5 separate regions of the Mus musculus genome follow, and regions 2, 3, 4 and 5 are each linked to region 1. Evidence: chromatin contacts called from public ChIA-PET, HiCAR-type and HiChIP or PLAC-seq data. All regions are on one chromosome and are shown on one strand. The core of a region is the stretch at or near the end of the contact, and the rest is flanking DNA. Distances in the headings are between cores, read along the strand shown. Region 1 overlaps Slamf1 (signaling lymphocytic activation molecule family member 1). Region 2 has its middle 43 kb from the start of Vangl2. Region 3 has its middle 47 kb from the start of Gm37065. Region 4 holds the start of Slamf6 (SLAM family member 6). Region 5 overlaps Slamf6 (SLAM family member 6).

The links. ChIA-PET counts read pairs in DNA pulled down with a chosen protein or histone mark. HiCAR-type assays count read pairs that join an accessible place to other places. HiChIP or PLAC-seq counts read pairs in DNA pulled down with a chosen protein or histone mark.
Region 2: a contact with region 1 is called in a HiCAR-type map of Th17 cells, with 3 times the contacts expected there. The contact joins two enhancer-like sites. A contact is called at or near these places in 2 of 39 promoter capture datasets (hippocampal neurons and stem cell-derived epiblast-like cells), 1 of 484 Hi-C or Micro-C datasets (bone marrow-derived macrophages) and 4 of 115 datasets of contacts at active chromatin or transcription factors (CD8 T cells, Th17 cells, memory CD8 T cells and 1 more).
Region 3: a contact with region 1 is called in an RNA polymerase II ChIA-PET map of effector CD8 T cells, with 8 read pairs. The contact joins two enhancer-like sites. A contact is called at or near these places in 1 of 39 promoter capture datasets (pre-B cells), 2 of 484 Hi-C or Micro-C datasets (bone marrow-derived macrophages and nephron progenitors) and 1 of 115 datasets of contacts at active chromatin or transcription factors (effector CD8 T cells).
Region 4: a contact with region 1 is called in a Foxp3 HiChIP or PLAC-seq map of regulatory T cells, with 7 times the contacts expected there. The contact joins the promoter of Slamf6 here to the enhancer-like site in region 1. A contact is called at or near these places in 1 of 15 datasets of contacts at CTCF or cohesin (CD8 T cells), 2 of 484 Hi-C or Micro-C datasets (CD4 T cells and regulatory T cells), 2 of 115 datasets of contacts at active chromatin or transcription factors (both in regulatory T cells) and 4 of 9 other capture datasets (adipose tissue, liver, macrophages and 1 more).
Region 5: an RNA polymerase II ChIA-PET map of effector CD8 T cells shows a contact between it and region 1, with 5 read pairs. The contact joins two enhancer-like sites. A contact is called at or near these places in 2 of 39 promoter capture datasets (hematopoietic stem and progenitor cells and neutrophils), 1 of 484 Hi-C or Micro-C datasets (bone marrow-derived macrophages), 2 of 115 datasets of contacts at active chromatin or transcription factors (double positive thymocytes and effector CD8 T cells) and 4 of 9 other capture datasets (adipose tissue, embryonic stem cells, liver and 1 more).

What each region holds. Positions count from the first base shown.
Region 1 is chr1:171,781,328-171,784,027 of GRCm38.p6, forward strand. The region is part of intron 3 of Slamf1 (signaling lymphocytic activation molecule family member 1); the gene reads left to right. Among named protein-coding and RNA genes, the nearest start is that of Slamf1, 16 kb to the left of the region's middle. Within about 2 kb of position 1,379, at least 32 of the 459 cell types and tissues checked have an H3K27ac peak or open chromatin away from gene starts, as enhancers often do. A contact at or near this core is called in CD8 T cells, Th17 cells, double positive thymocytes and 3 more, where this site is marked.
Region 2 is chr1:171,982,453-171,985,152 of GRCm38.p6, forward strand. No RefSeq gene overlaps it. Among named protein-coding and RNA genes, the nearest start is that of Vangl2, 43 kb to the right of the region's middle. Within about 2 kb of position 1,364, at least 21 of the 459 cell types and tissues checked have an H3K27ac peak or open chromatin away from gene starts, as enhancers often do. A contact at or near this core is called in Th17 cells, memory CD8 T cells and regulatory T cells, where this site is marked.
Region 3 is chr1:171,965,272-171,967,971 of GRCm38.p6, forward strand. No RefSeq gene overlaps it. Among named protein-coding and RNA genes, the nearest start is that of Gm37065, 47 kb to the left of the region's middle. Within about 2 kb of position 1,315, at least 28 of the 459 cell types and tissues checked have an H3K27ac peak or open chromatin away from gene starts, as enhancers often do. A contact at or near this core is called in effector CD8 T cells, where this site is marked.
Region 4 is chr1:171,916,126-171,918,825 of GRCm38.p6, forward strand. Slamf6 (SLAM family member 6) reads left to right here and starts at 1,337. Exons shown (of 9, transcript NM_001347186.1): 1 at 1,337-1,667. The coding sequence starts at 1,583. All of the region lies in intron 1 of Gm37065 (predicted gene, 37065), which reads right to left.
Region 5 is chr1:171,938,036-171,940,735 of GRCm38.p6, forward strand. It overlaps Slamf6 (SLAM family member 6), which reads left to right. Exons shown (of 9, transcript NM_001347186.1): 4 at 1-80; 5 at 417-446; 6 at 1,361-1,434. Among named protein-coding and RNA genes, the nearest start is that of Gm37065, 20 kb to the left of the region's middle. Within about 2 kb of position 1,421, at least 35 of the 459 cell types and tissues checked have an H3K27ac peak or open chromatin away from gene starts, as enhancers often do. A contact at or near this core is called in double positive thymocytes and effector CD8 T cells, where this site is marked.

The DNA.
Region 1 (2,700 bases), core at 129-2,628:
CTTAGGAAAGACCACGTGAAGGGGTCAAGACTTACAGGCTGAGAATCACTGGTTTCTCACTTTGTAGTTGCAAATGGAAGTTGCGAATTTTTAAGGCATTGCTTTTACATTGACGAAACAGCTATTGAGGTTTTACCGTGTAGAGAATAGACTGGGGTCAGCAAGAGACAAAAGAAAAAGAAATTAGTTATAGGAGAACATTATGACAACAATCCATCCATACGTGCTGGGGCCTGGGTCAAAGCAGCAACTGTTAGTGTAACAAAGACTTCTTATGCAGTGTGCTCCAAGGGAGACCTCCGTCCTGGAATGAAACTTCAGGGTAGGCTGACGGTTCATCAGACATTGCAATCAGTAAGTCGGGAGAGTTGGTTTTGAGGACATTTTCACTTTAATGGAAGAAAACCTCAAAGTCACTCATGATACTCTAAGAACAAATATAGTGTGATATTGGCACACCCTTTTGATGTGAGGCTGAGCTGTGCATGGGTGTGTTTGTTCCTTGGGAAGAAGTTTCAATGACATTTGTCTAGGCCCACAGTCATATAATCATCCCTGATCCAGTGGCCACTTAGAAATTGTGTACATCGTCAATGTCCATTATAATACAGTCTCTTATGCCAAGGCCTACATTCCTGGGCTTTACCTTTATATGAAGCATGCAAACATGGGTTGACAGGTGTGGGACTGTGTGGGGCTTGCTGCTGTCCTTAATCAGTATGTTTTGAAAGTATTATGTCTGTGTAAGGATGATTGATTCAAAATCTTAAATATTCAGCGAGAAGGGAATGCCCCTGGAGGCCCACACTAAAAAGAAGAACTTTTTTCAAGAAATTATCAAAACACTGGCTCAGTGGAAGAAAAGGCTGACACTGGGGCTCCACAGTGTCCCCTACCCCAGTCTAGCAAAGTCTCATTTCCATAGTCGCCTAGACATTCCGTGCCCATGGTTATGTCCTCTGCAATATCAGCCCCATCAAGCAAACCTGACAATAGTGGTGAAAGGTAGAGGTGGAACACTTCGAGTCAGTTACAGCCTCATTATGTGGCCATACCTCTTACCAGGAAAGCTAAGCAGTACAGTTGTTAGCTGGGCAACTGTGTGTCCAGAGCTGACTCATTCTGCCAGGAAAGGATAGGAGAAATGATTGGTTGGTATCCTTTGCAACATTATCTAGGTGGAACAGGCTGCTGTGGAGGGTGTTTCCAGAAGGTTTGGGTTCCATATAATAACTTTCTTAGATGTTCCCAGACTTGAAATTGGTATCCTCCTCCCATCCCCCAATTCTCACTGGAAACTACCACTAAGAAGGCATCTCTTGAAGAGTGTCAACTTCTTCAAGGAGCTGTGCTCCATGCCAGAAACCTTGCTGAGAAAAACCACATGAAAGGCCGGAAAGAGATCCGGTACTCTCAGACCGTTATGTGAGCATCTCAGAGGCTCCTGGGATGAACTACATTCGTTTCTTGGGTTCTGTTTTGTTTTCTTTTTCTGTTCCTTAAATAATATGATTTAAGGACTTGAAGGGAGAGAAGCTTTTGTGTTGCTGTGACAACCAATTTTCAAAGACTAAAAGGAAAAGAAGATTGCTAGCATTTTCCTTGGAGGGAGGTGTGGCTCTGTGCAGGTTTTCTTGTTCAACTCACATCTAATACCGCAGAAGGACTACAGGGTAGAGATTCATGTAAAGTACTTGCTCCTCTAAATAGCACAGGTGTTTTCAGTCAGCCCACTTAGCTGACTCTGAGGGGTTTCTGCAGGGAGAAAGGCATCATACTTTTGGTTTAAAAAAAAAGGAAAGGAAAAAGGAAAGAAAGAAAGAAAAAGAAAGAGAGAGAGAAAGTTAGTTGAGATACTGTTTCTTTGTGAATGAAGGGCCTGTAGAGCCAAGGACTTTTATCAGATTTCTGAGAACCACCATCCTGAGAGGCCTCACTACATGAATGAGCAACAGGAGAGGGAGAGAGAGAGAGAGAGAGAGAGAGAGAGAGAGAGAGAGAGAGAGAGAGAGAGAGAGAGAGAGAGAGAGAGAGAGAGATCTTCTGGTTTGGAAATGGGAGCATAGGTCATGTGTTGTGGGTGCCTCCAAAAAGCACATTTTTCCAGATTCATGTTGTTATTACAAAGCTATGTCAGATAGGTCATTGGTACTTTCTTTGTCTCAGGGCATTCAGAAAGTAACCCAGCATGCCTTCTGAGACCTTCATGTATTTAGCACTCTGATAATTTTTAACAAAAGAATACGTGTCAGTTCTCTATGATCCATTTGTATTCAGTCATTTAAGTTCATCAAATGTATATAGAGTGTCTTCATATTCTATATCTGGTGAAATAAGAGAGTGTATTTTTTAAAAAAAGGAATAGACCCAGAGACTACCTTTAAAGATTTTTTTTTTTTTATCTAAGTGGGAGTTTGGTGACAAAGTGCATTTTACTAGATGAAAAACCATTATTTTAAAGAGACTACTACTAAAATTTCTAACTGGAAGGTTCATAGTACTTAAGACATAGGAATATAGATGTGGCCTGGATGATCTGAGAAATGGGAAGATACTGTTCATACAGAAGATGAGCAGCAGCTAAGGGAACAGGCACCTGCCTCTTATACTGGGGAGGCTGAGATAGGATGCTTGCAAGGCTACTCAGCACCTTCTAGGCCAGCCTAGCCTCAAAGAAAGAGCCCCTCTCAGCAACAATGA
Region 2 (2,700 bases), core at 114-2,613, 200 kb after region 1:
AATAGGAAACTGGTAAGTAACAGAGGTTGCAGTGGTAGCAGGGAAGGGACTGCATTTCTGCTTTGTTTTGTTTAATAAATTACATTAAAAGAATGGGATCTCTCTATGCTTCTTGCCACCACACATAACCCTGAATTCCAGGAATGCTGACAGAAGAAGGGTCTGGAAAGACACTGTATGATCTTAAAGGAGCCACAGAATATCTTCGTGACTTTAGCTTAAGAAGAGATTTCTTTGCAAGGTATTTTAAGAAGAAACGCTATTCATTCATTCATTCATTCAATTTTTCCAAACCTGTTCACCTAACAAAAACAAAAAGAAAGTGGAAAGCCAAGCTACAAACTGGGAGGCAATGTTGACAGCATAAATGACCAATGAAGGACTAACATCCAGAAACATATAATGAATTGAGAATGAAACAGAGGTGAACAGGCATTTCCCAAAGCACAAAGGGGAAATCCAGACAATCTATCAAGACGTGGAAATTTCTCAACTTCTCTAACAATCTAGAAATGCAAATCAAAACTACTGAGATACCACCAAATACCTCTCAAATAACAAAAGCACTGCCCTCGGTATAGAGATAATATCAAATATAAGAGAACATGAAGCCCCAGTACTTCTGCAGCAAGACGGAGGGAGGAGGCAAGAGATCGCCAAAAAGTGTATGAGCTAGCAAGCCAGGTTTACACAGCAGCCAACAACAAAGAGCTCCTGTCCCAGACAAGGAGGAAGGAGAGACTGGCATCCAGGGTTGTCATCTGTTCTCCACACAATGGTTGTGGCATGCACACATCATTTCTTTTCTAAAAAGCCGACTGAAAGGTGAGCATAGTGGTGCATGCCTGTAATCCTAGCTCTTTAGTCAGCTGGGAAGATGGGGAGTACACAACCAGTTTTGGACATGGCCCAGAATCCTGCCCAAAAGGGGATGGGAGAGGAAGAGAAGGGAGATGAGTGGGAAAGAAAGAGAGTAAGATGGGAAAGGGTTGGAGGGAAAGAAAAGAAAAAAGGAAAGAAGGAAAACGAAGAGAAGAGAGAAAAGATGTCTCGTTAAAATCAGCCAGTGCAACCCCATACATTCACAGATAAAGGCTGTGGTCAGACAAGACTCCCAGGGCTGGGAGCAGCAGCTAGGCATCTGCAAGGTCCCTTTCCTGACACTGCAGGCTGCTTTCTGCTTCAGATGATTCTGCCTCACCAGAGCCAGCAAACAACTTGGTGGTTCTACTCTGAAGCAACCAAAGAAGCAAACAACAACAACAAAAAACCAACTCAACAGTTTTCAAACTATTTTCTTAACATGTAGGGAGTAGGAGGTTCCTGCCATAAACAGGAAGGGCTGTGACAGCAGTCCCCACGGCACCCACAAACTACTTCACCCCACTATGTAAGCAAGAGGCATGACAGGCTGGAAGTTCAGTCTATATCCAGAAGAATAAGAAAATTTACAAGCCCTAGTCTAAACAAGCTCATGCTTAAAACAAAAGGAACAAAATATAAAGTATGTTTGAAGATGTCACATTAAACCCATTACCTTGTATGCTAGCTTTAAAAAAATAATAATAATAAAAGAGGCATGTTTCTGGTCATAGTGGTTCATGTCTTTAGTTCTAGTACTGGGGGAGGCAGAGCCAGGTAGAGCTCTGTTAGCTCCAGATCAGCCAGATGTTCTTTGTTTTTGTTTTGCTTTATTTTTTTTCTTACTTATTCATTTTACATCCTTCTCACTGCCCCCCTCCCAGCCACTCCCTCCCATAATCCTTCTCCCATCCCCCCTCCTCTTTCTCCCATCTCCCCTCCCCTTATCCTCCAAATGGGTGGGGGTCCCTCTGAGTATTCCCCCACCCTGGCACATCAAGTCTCTGCCAGGCAAGGGGAATCAGCTCCCACTGAGGCCAGACAAGGCAGCCCAGCTAGAAGAACATATCGCACATACAGGCAACAGCTTTTGAGATAGCCTCTTATTCCAGCTGTTCAGGACCCACATGAAGACCAAGCTGCACATATGTGCAGGGAGGCCTAGGTCCAGCCCATGTATGCTCATACATTCATTGGTGGTTCAGTCCCTGGGAGCCTCAAGGGTCCAGGTTAGCTGGTCTTCCTATGGAGTGCCTATCACCTTTGGGGTCACAATCATTCCTCCAATTCTTCCATAAGTGTTCCCAAGCTCCATCCACTGTTTGGCTGTGGGTGTCCACATCTGTCTGAGTCAGCTGCTAGGTGGAGCATCTCAGGGGACAGTCATGCTAGACTCCTGGCTGCAAGCATAACAGTCTCATGAATAGTGTCAGGGACTGGTGCTTGCCCATGGGATGGGTCTCTAGTTGAATGGGTTATTGGTTGGCTGTTCCCTCAATCTCTGCTCTATCCCCTGTCCCTGCATTTCTTGTAGACAGGATAAATTTTGCATCAAAAGTCTTGTGGGTAGATTGGTGTCTCTATTGCTCTACTGGGGTCCCTGCCTGGCTACAGAAGGTGGCCCCTTCAGGTTCCATATCCCCAATGTAGTGAGTCACAGCTAAGGTCACTCTGTTGATTCTTGGACGCCTCCCTTATTCCAGTTCTCTGTCTCTTCCTGGAGATGCCCCTACCTCCCCGCCCCATTAGTTGTAGATGTCTATTCATTCTCATAGCAATCTGACCATCCCTCTTGCCCCTCCCCACACCTGATCCTGAACTCCTCCCCCATTCCTCTCC
Region 3 (2,700 bases), core at 65-2,564, 180 kb after region 1:
AGGAGTGACAAATACCCAGTGCTTGCTGGCTAGTCTGTCTAGTCAATTAATGAGCCCCAGACCCAGGGAGAAACCCCATCTCAAAAATAAACAAAAACATAAAACAAAAAAGAGAGAGATAACTGAGAAAGGAAGACCCTCACCATCAATGTATGGGCCTTCATACACATATAAAAATTAATATATTTTCAAAATAATAGAAAACATTAATATTACATGCTTTGAGTCACTATATTCAGAGTTCCTTAGTCATTCCTACACAGGGTTATTCTTACCAAGTATCACCCTCCCAGGCCCCTAAAATCATTCTTCCTTGAAGCCTACTGTTGGTCTTGAAGTTCTTTATATCTGCTTGCCTTACAATGAAATACTATATCTGGTGGACATGGTACAAACGCTTCCACAGAAATTGGCCACTGCTATGAACCAAAGTCTTTATCCTTTTTTTCTCTTTTAAACTAGCACCTTACCCACCTTGGAAAACTAAAACATACTCATTACTCTGTAATTCACAAGGATTTTCAACGCTTTACTAAACAACTGTTTCCATTTCAGAACAAAAGCAGCCGCACTGAGACTTTCCTAAGACCAAGAGCCTTTTTGTTCTCAGAGTTCAGCAAGTAGGATCAGTTTCTAAATGACCTGCGAACAAATCATCGGCTCGCCCACAGTTTTCATCAATAACAATAAGTACCAAACATAGCACCCAGAAGGAAGATGGCTCACGAGGAGTCAAAATGAAACGGAAGTCAGGAAGTGGATGGTGTCCTTGGAAAAGGTGAGGATGCTCCATCACAGAGGGACTTATGAAAGGGAAGCTAATGGAAACAATCTTCTAGGTGAGGGGGTTAAGGAAAGTGAGTGAGCCATCCCTTTCCCTCCTTTGTGACAGCTTCCTTCCTGTGTGCCCTTGGTTGTTCCTGAAGCAATTATCACACCTACCTCTCACCCTCACCTCCGTCCGTCCCCTCATGATTTTCACAGCTCAAGTGTTGAGTGAATCTGTCCAGGCCTCCTAAAACCTTTGATGTTGAAAACTGTTAGGAAGCCAGAAATGACTTCTGAATTTGCAAACTTTCCAGTCACTGTCTAGATTAAACAGGTAGATACAAGCTCCAGACCCACCCCAGCTCATGTGTGCATGCTCTCCTCCCCACCGCAACTCTCTCCCCATTCCTTTCTCTGATTCCTTCTTTCCATCTCTCCTACCCTCTTCTTGGCCTTCTTTCTTTTACCCCTCTTTCTTACTTGTGTGTTGTTTTGTAGATTTAAAGGCGCTAAGACAAGGATGAGGGACGCTATCTCAAAAACAGGAAGCAAAGGGTTTTTCCGTTTGTTTTGCTTTGAGACAGGGTCTCTTTCTAAGTCCTGGCCTTCCTAGAACTACCTCTGCCTCTGCCTCTCAAATGCTGAGATTAAAGGTGTTTGTCAACACCTCTGGCAGGAATTAGAGCTTTGAACAAAAGATGTTGAGGCTTCTAATTGGACTCCAAGTTGGTTTACTAGAAGCATGAGAAATAAAGATTTTTTTTTTCCAAAGAGAAAAACCAGAAGTCTTTTGAAAGGGTAACTGTGGAGAAATGGAGCAACCAGCTCAGTGGTGAAGAACGCTGGCTCCTCTTCCAGGGGACCTGGGTTCAATTCCCAGCGTCCACATGTTGGCTCATAAGCACCTCTAGTTCCAGTTCTAGCGGATCCAATGTCTTCTTCTGACTTTCAAGGGCACCAGGCACACATGGTACACAGACATACATTCAGACAAAACACTTAGACCTTAAAATAAAAAGAAAGGGAGGAAGGAAGGGAGGGAGGGAGGGAATGATGGAGGGAAGGAGGGGAGAGAGAGGGAATGGGAGGGAGGGAGAGTAACCATAGAGATGAAACTTCTTAGCCTTGTTTCTCCTTATCCAGGTGATATCAGCACATTTGCCTCTGGCAATGGCAGCTGGCCTTTGTGTGGCTACCCTGTCTAACGTGGTCAAGTAATCAGAAGAGGGCAGAGTCAGTTGTGTGATGGTTCTAAGAGTAAATGCTGGCCTTCCCCACTGACCAGCCTTGGGTAAGGCACTTGGCCTATCCCAGCAATCCTGATCAGCATAGCTCTACTGTTAGGACACTTAGTGGCTAGTGTCATCCTAATTGGCCCATTACTATGCTCTATGAGCTGCATAAATGATTAACTCTGAATAAATTAAGTATTATATGTAAATAACCTATCACAGAGCTTACCTGACACATAATGCAAGATGCTCAATAAAGGTTAGTTCTTCTTCTAATGTTTTTTTTTCCTACCCACCCATTCACGAACCTCCTCACCAATGCAATTCTCTGTAGAGTGGATTTTTTTTTTAAGTATTGGTCTAATGTTCCACAGCTTACAAAATGGAAAACTTAAACACAGTGGTGAATGGGTAAGACATAACACTGAGTCGGGAGCTCCAGTATAAGATTGTTCATGCCAATGCAGGATATGAATCCAAAACCCCAGATCCAGGACTCCATAAGAATTTATCTATGGTTATCAAGAGAAAAAGAGATCAAACTTTGAAATCAGGGGGACCTGGATTCAGGCTCTGTTCCTGCCAGTTACTATCCATGTGCTCTCCCTCTCCCTCTCCTCCCTCTCCCTCGCCTCCCTCTCTCTCCCTCTCCCTCTCCTCCCTCTCCCTCTCCCTCTCCCTCTCCCTCTCCCTCTCCCTC
Region 4 (2,700 bases), core at 87-2,586, 130 kb after region 1:
CCCCCCCCCCCCTGGGGAGATTTGAGCAAGTATCTCTAATCACCTCATATAGGACTGAGAACAAAACAAAGAAACAGCCCTCACAAGTCCGGATTAGTTCTTTGAGGTTACTGACAGGTGCACGGATGAGGGGTTATCTGTAGGCGTGGGGGTGGTTCAAAGGCATTTGCATACCTGACAGCCCACTCTCAGAGCACCATCAATGACCTAATACTTTTCTACTTGGACCTTCTCAAAGTTGCCACCACATCTGCATCAACATACTGGAGACCAAGCCTCCAGCATCCGAATCTTCCGAGGTCAGAACCACAGGGATTGGGGCAAAAAAAAATAACAACTGAGCCACATTATAAACGAGTAAGATCTGACAAGCATTACAGAAGATGGCACAGACAAGGTGAACATTTTCTCAAGTGCGTAGAGAGGACACGATTTAAGTCTCTCTAAAAATTTCTAAGTTAAAATCATTCAAGGTATTTCCTTTCTTTTTCAAGGTATTCTTCTCTCATATATATTACATCCCTGACAGCAGTTTCCCTCTCTCCTCCCTCCCAGTCTTTCCCCTCCCCCCTTACTTCCCCCAACACCTCCCTCAGCCCCCTCCATCCAGTTCTCTTCCTTTTCGCTCCAGAAAAGAGCAAGTCTCTCAGGGATATCAACCAAACAAGGCATATCCAGTTGCAATAAAACTAGGTACCTCCCCTCATAAGGACTAGGCAACCCAATAGGAGGAAGAGTCCCAAAATCAGGCAAGAGTCAGAGACAGCCCCCTATCCCACTGTTGGAAGTCCTACTAGAAGACCAAGCTACATAATCATTATATATATAATATATATATATATATATATATATATATATAGCACCTAGGTTAGAACCATGCAGGGTCCCTAGTTGCCACTTCAGTCTCTGTGAGCGCCCCATGAACCCAGGCTAATTGATTCTGTAGGTTTTCTTGAGGTGTCCTTGACCCCTTTGTCTCCAACAATCCTTCCTCCACCTCTTCTGCAAGATTCCCCAAGCTCCACAGGATGTTTGACTCTGGATCTCTGCATCTGTTTCCATCAGTTGCTGGGTGAAGCCTCTCTGATGACAACTGGGCTAGGCTCCTGCCTCAAGTATAGCAGATTTGTTTTGCTATGGTTGGTTTGTTTGTTTGTTTGTTTGTTTGTTTGTTTGTTGTGTCTCTGGGCTATCCAGCCTCTGCTTCATGGCTCTCCACACAGTATCAGGAGTGGGCTCCCCGTCCTGGCATAGGTCTTAAGATGGACCAGTCACTGATTGGCCACTCCCACAATTTCTGTGTCACCTTTACCCCAGCACATCTTGCTGGCAAGACAAATCATAAGTAGAAGGTTTTTGTGGCTGGGTTGGTGTCCCAGTCCCTCCACCAGAAGTCTTGCCTGGTTACAGAAGATGGCCCGTTCAAGTTCCACGTTCCCTACTGCTAAGAGTCTTAGCTTACAAAAGATATTCTTGTAAGCCAAGTGTGAAGTTAATCACGACAACCAAAGGTTTGCTAACATAGAGGAAGAGCTCTCATCAATAGGGGAACAGAAAGTCTCAGCGACAAGCTTATGAAAGAATGGCTGTCTCAAGGGCTCCAGCACCCGACTCCGCCTGTCAGAGGATGGTCTGGCTCTTTCCACTTGTCTTCTGCCTCGGCTCAGGTAAAAAACGTCTGTGGAAACTGATTGAGTCACTGAGTGAGTTCCTTCTTTGGAATGCCTTGCTCCTCTTGGTCAGGTTGACTGCCCAGTTCTCTATTCAGAGACTTAGAAAGCTCACCGTGGTCCTAGCGAACTGCTTCCCGCAGACTGCCACGGGACTGATTCAGAGCAAACACTTCGGCTGGGGGCCAAGGGGAAGGGAAGTGTTTTCTGAGATATGGAAAATGAGTCTTTGTAAGTCAGGACTGTTCGTGACCAGCGTATTGTGGTACAAAAATAAGTTTAAGCGGGAAAAAGATCTACAATTTAACTACTGTGATACTGTGCGACTTCAGGGGGCTTCATTATCTTTCCCGAGCTTCACTCTTCGCTCAGATACTGAAAACCCACCAACGCTTTCACACTGCAATTAGGAAGGGATTGACTGAGCCTGCTTCTTCTCCCTGCTATCTGGAAAGCTCTCACTGTCTTTAAGAACTCAGAGGGTGCCTATCTGGACTGAAGCGTAGTGTTCTAAAACAGGAGATCAAGCAATGGCTACTAACACAGACCTAGCCCCGAGAGAATTCATTGAAGAAAAAAAAAAAGAACCAATAGGTAGCCTAGCATTTATTTTATTCCAGAAAATGAGCTAATTATTAAACATGCATTACATTTAGATGTCCATAACGTGTTTGTGAATTTATTCTATTAATAGCTACAAGTAACTTAGACTATGGCAATTTAAATAACTTTTGAAAATTCTATTAGTCATCAGGTAGCTGAAAAAAACCAATAAAAATAAAAACAAATCACTTGACTAAAACTTTCAGTAACAAACACCTGTGTGCATGCACACACACAAACCAAGACATACTGCAGATATAGAGCTATCTAGACAAATTGACAACAGAAAGAAAAAGAAAGCAAGGTTCATTAAGTCATTTGATAAACCATTCACTAAATGACCACTGAATGCACGGCACTGTGGGCGTTTCAGGAACTAAGTCAACACAATTTCTGTTCTGCGGAATTAACGTCTTGGCAGGGAAGA
Region 5 (2,700 bases), core at 171-2,670, 160 kb after region 1:
GTTTATGACTACAATTTCAATAATCAGTGCTGTCATACTCATCTTTGTGTGCTGGAGCATACATGTTTGGAAGAGAAGAGGTAAGTTTCCCTTCTGCTTTCTTCTATCTGCTGTAAGATTGCAGCTGTTTAGAGTCTGGGGCCTCTGGTTGCCAGGGGTCAAGGGAGGATGGACACAACTTCTGGCTGAATTAGTCCACTGGGATGATGCCCAGCATGTGACCAGGTTTCTGTTAATACATAAGGGAGGTGTCCTACTGAGAAGAGCAGTACCCGGCCTCGGGATCCACTTGCTCACTTGCCCTTCATTTGGGTTCCGTTGCCTGCATCCTTTGGAAAGATGCCTGGTGGAGAAGGATGGAGGAAATATTCTCTCACCGAACTCACGTGTTCCACCTTCCTGCTTTCATTTCCCAGGTTCTCTTCCTTTGACTAGCCAACATCCAGGTGAGCATGCAGCCTCTAACTACAAAACGTAAAGCAGACAGGAAGAGGTAAATGAAAGAGAAGAGGGGCTGGCCAGAGGGATAAAGAGTGAGCATTACTATTCATCTGGACCCTGTGGTGTCAGAAAGACTAGCTGGTAACCACGAGACCTACAGCATTCCTCCCAAGTATGTGAGGGGCATCACACTCTTCTAGAGCAAGGTCAAGATCACTAACTTCCTTTCTGATGGAGAACACAAGTCCCGGCGAAAAGGGTCCATGAACCACACATGCACTGTCACTTGGAGCATAAAACACTCAAAACTAGGCTCTGTGACTCCGCCACTGAGACTCAACCAAAGTTGAGACATTGGATAGATGTGTGAGAAAGAGATGTAGATGCAGGCTCGTTTTCTGAGTCTCGTCTCATGGGTGATAGTTTCAAGATACCATTGTTGAAGAGAGGGCATGAGGTCAGGGATCAGAAGACCTGCATTCTCACTCCTGTCCCTCTCTTCCTAAGCGACTCTGTACAAGTCCACTAAGCACCCTTGAGCCCGAAATTCCTCATCTCTAAAATTGTCAAATCTGTCAGACGGGGCTGTGAAAACTGTCTCCAGAGATCTCGCAGACTGTGGTATTTAGTCCTTCAAGTGTGTTGACATGAGGGAATCACTGAGACTCTGAATCATAAGAATACCACCCACACCCTCACCCAAGAAGTGAGGTTAGAAATAGACCATACGATAGTTCTTGTTTAGCACTGAACTCAAAAGATTGGGAGGTGGAGAGAGAGTCCTTAAAGGGGGGTCAGTCTTGAAACAACTGCTTTGCAGGGGGTGTTCTAGAGGCCAGCAAGACACAAGATCCTGTGCAGACTCACCCCAGAGTCCTACCACTGACAGCTGTACCTTTTGTGTGTGTTAACCATACAGAGTCCTCCCAGAGCACAGATGGCCCAGGCTCTCCAGGGAACACTGTGTATGCACAAGTCACTCGTCCAATGCAGGTAAGTCCTCTCAGCTCTGTTCTCCACTGTTGCTGTTGTTACCGTGATCCCCCCCCCAAGCACATCACCACAATCGTCAGCCTTCTCTATTGGAGAAGGCAACCGCAGAGCTGACACCCAGTGTCTGCCCTGATGGCCTTTAAGATAATGCTTCCCCTCGCTCGCTTCCCAGTGTTCTCTGTCTGCTTAACCCATCAGGCAGTCTTTGTGCTTCAGGGTTACTATAACCTGCTTGAAAATACAAGTTAGAGACTCTCCTTTTCCCTTGCCACATTTGACTAGATCAAAGGAGATCATAAGCTGGGAGGGGGTGTCATCCAGGAAGTAGAGTTCATGAGAACTTAGAGTAGTGTCTCAAGAGAGAAGGAGGCCAAGTATCACAAGCCTTAAACAATAAAGGGAACGAGCTACAGCTATGGAAGAGAACTCTCACATAGTAGGATGGCCTTGGTCACGCGCCAGGGTCCCCACTACCCATGAATGAGACCATTGTGGGGGCACTTTTCTAAAATAAGTAGATAGACTGGGGAGCCAATTCTCAAGTCTTCTAAAAGAAAAAAAAAAAAAGCCTAAAGAACTTGGCATTCTTTTTTTTTTTTCCTTATTGGATATTTTCTTTATTTACATTTCAAGTGTTATTCCCTTTCTTGGTTTCCCCTCCGAAAAACACCCTCCCACCCTCCCCCTGCTCACCAACTCACCCACTCCCACTTCCTGGCCCTGGCATTCCCCCACACTGGGACATAGAGCCTTCACAGGACAAAGGGCCTCTCCTGGCAGTCTTGAAATAATGGAAGTGAAGCAACGGCCCAGCTAAAAGGCTTGGATTCCCCAAGCAAACACCTCTCTCCCCAGCTGACGCAGGCTTTGTGGGGTAAACTCCTAAAGGAGAAGACTGTGAGGGGCAGTCACGCTTTTTGCCCATTTACTGTTCCCAACTCCTGCTGGGAGCATGCTCACCAACAACCCAAAGCAGGGATCATCAGCCCATACGGCAGCTAAGTATCTAAATGTATGTAGAGATCCACCTAGGACCTGAGGGTTTCTGTTGTTACTACTGCTTTGTGCATCAGAGAACCATTCACTTTGGGTTTTCTTTCCTTTTGTTCATTAATTTACTTATTTGCATTCATTTCATTTCTTTTACATCCCAGTCACAGCTTCCCCTTCCTCCTCTCCCCCTAGCCCCACCCCCTCACGCCCCGGATTCTCCTCCCCTTCTGTCAGAAAAGGGGGTCCTCCCATGGATATCGACCCACCTTGGCA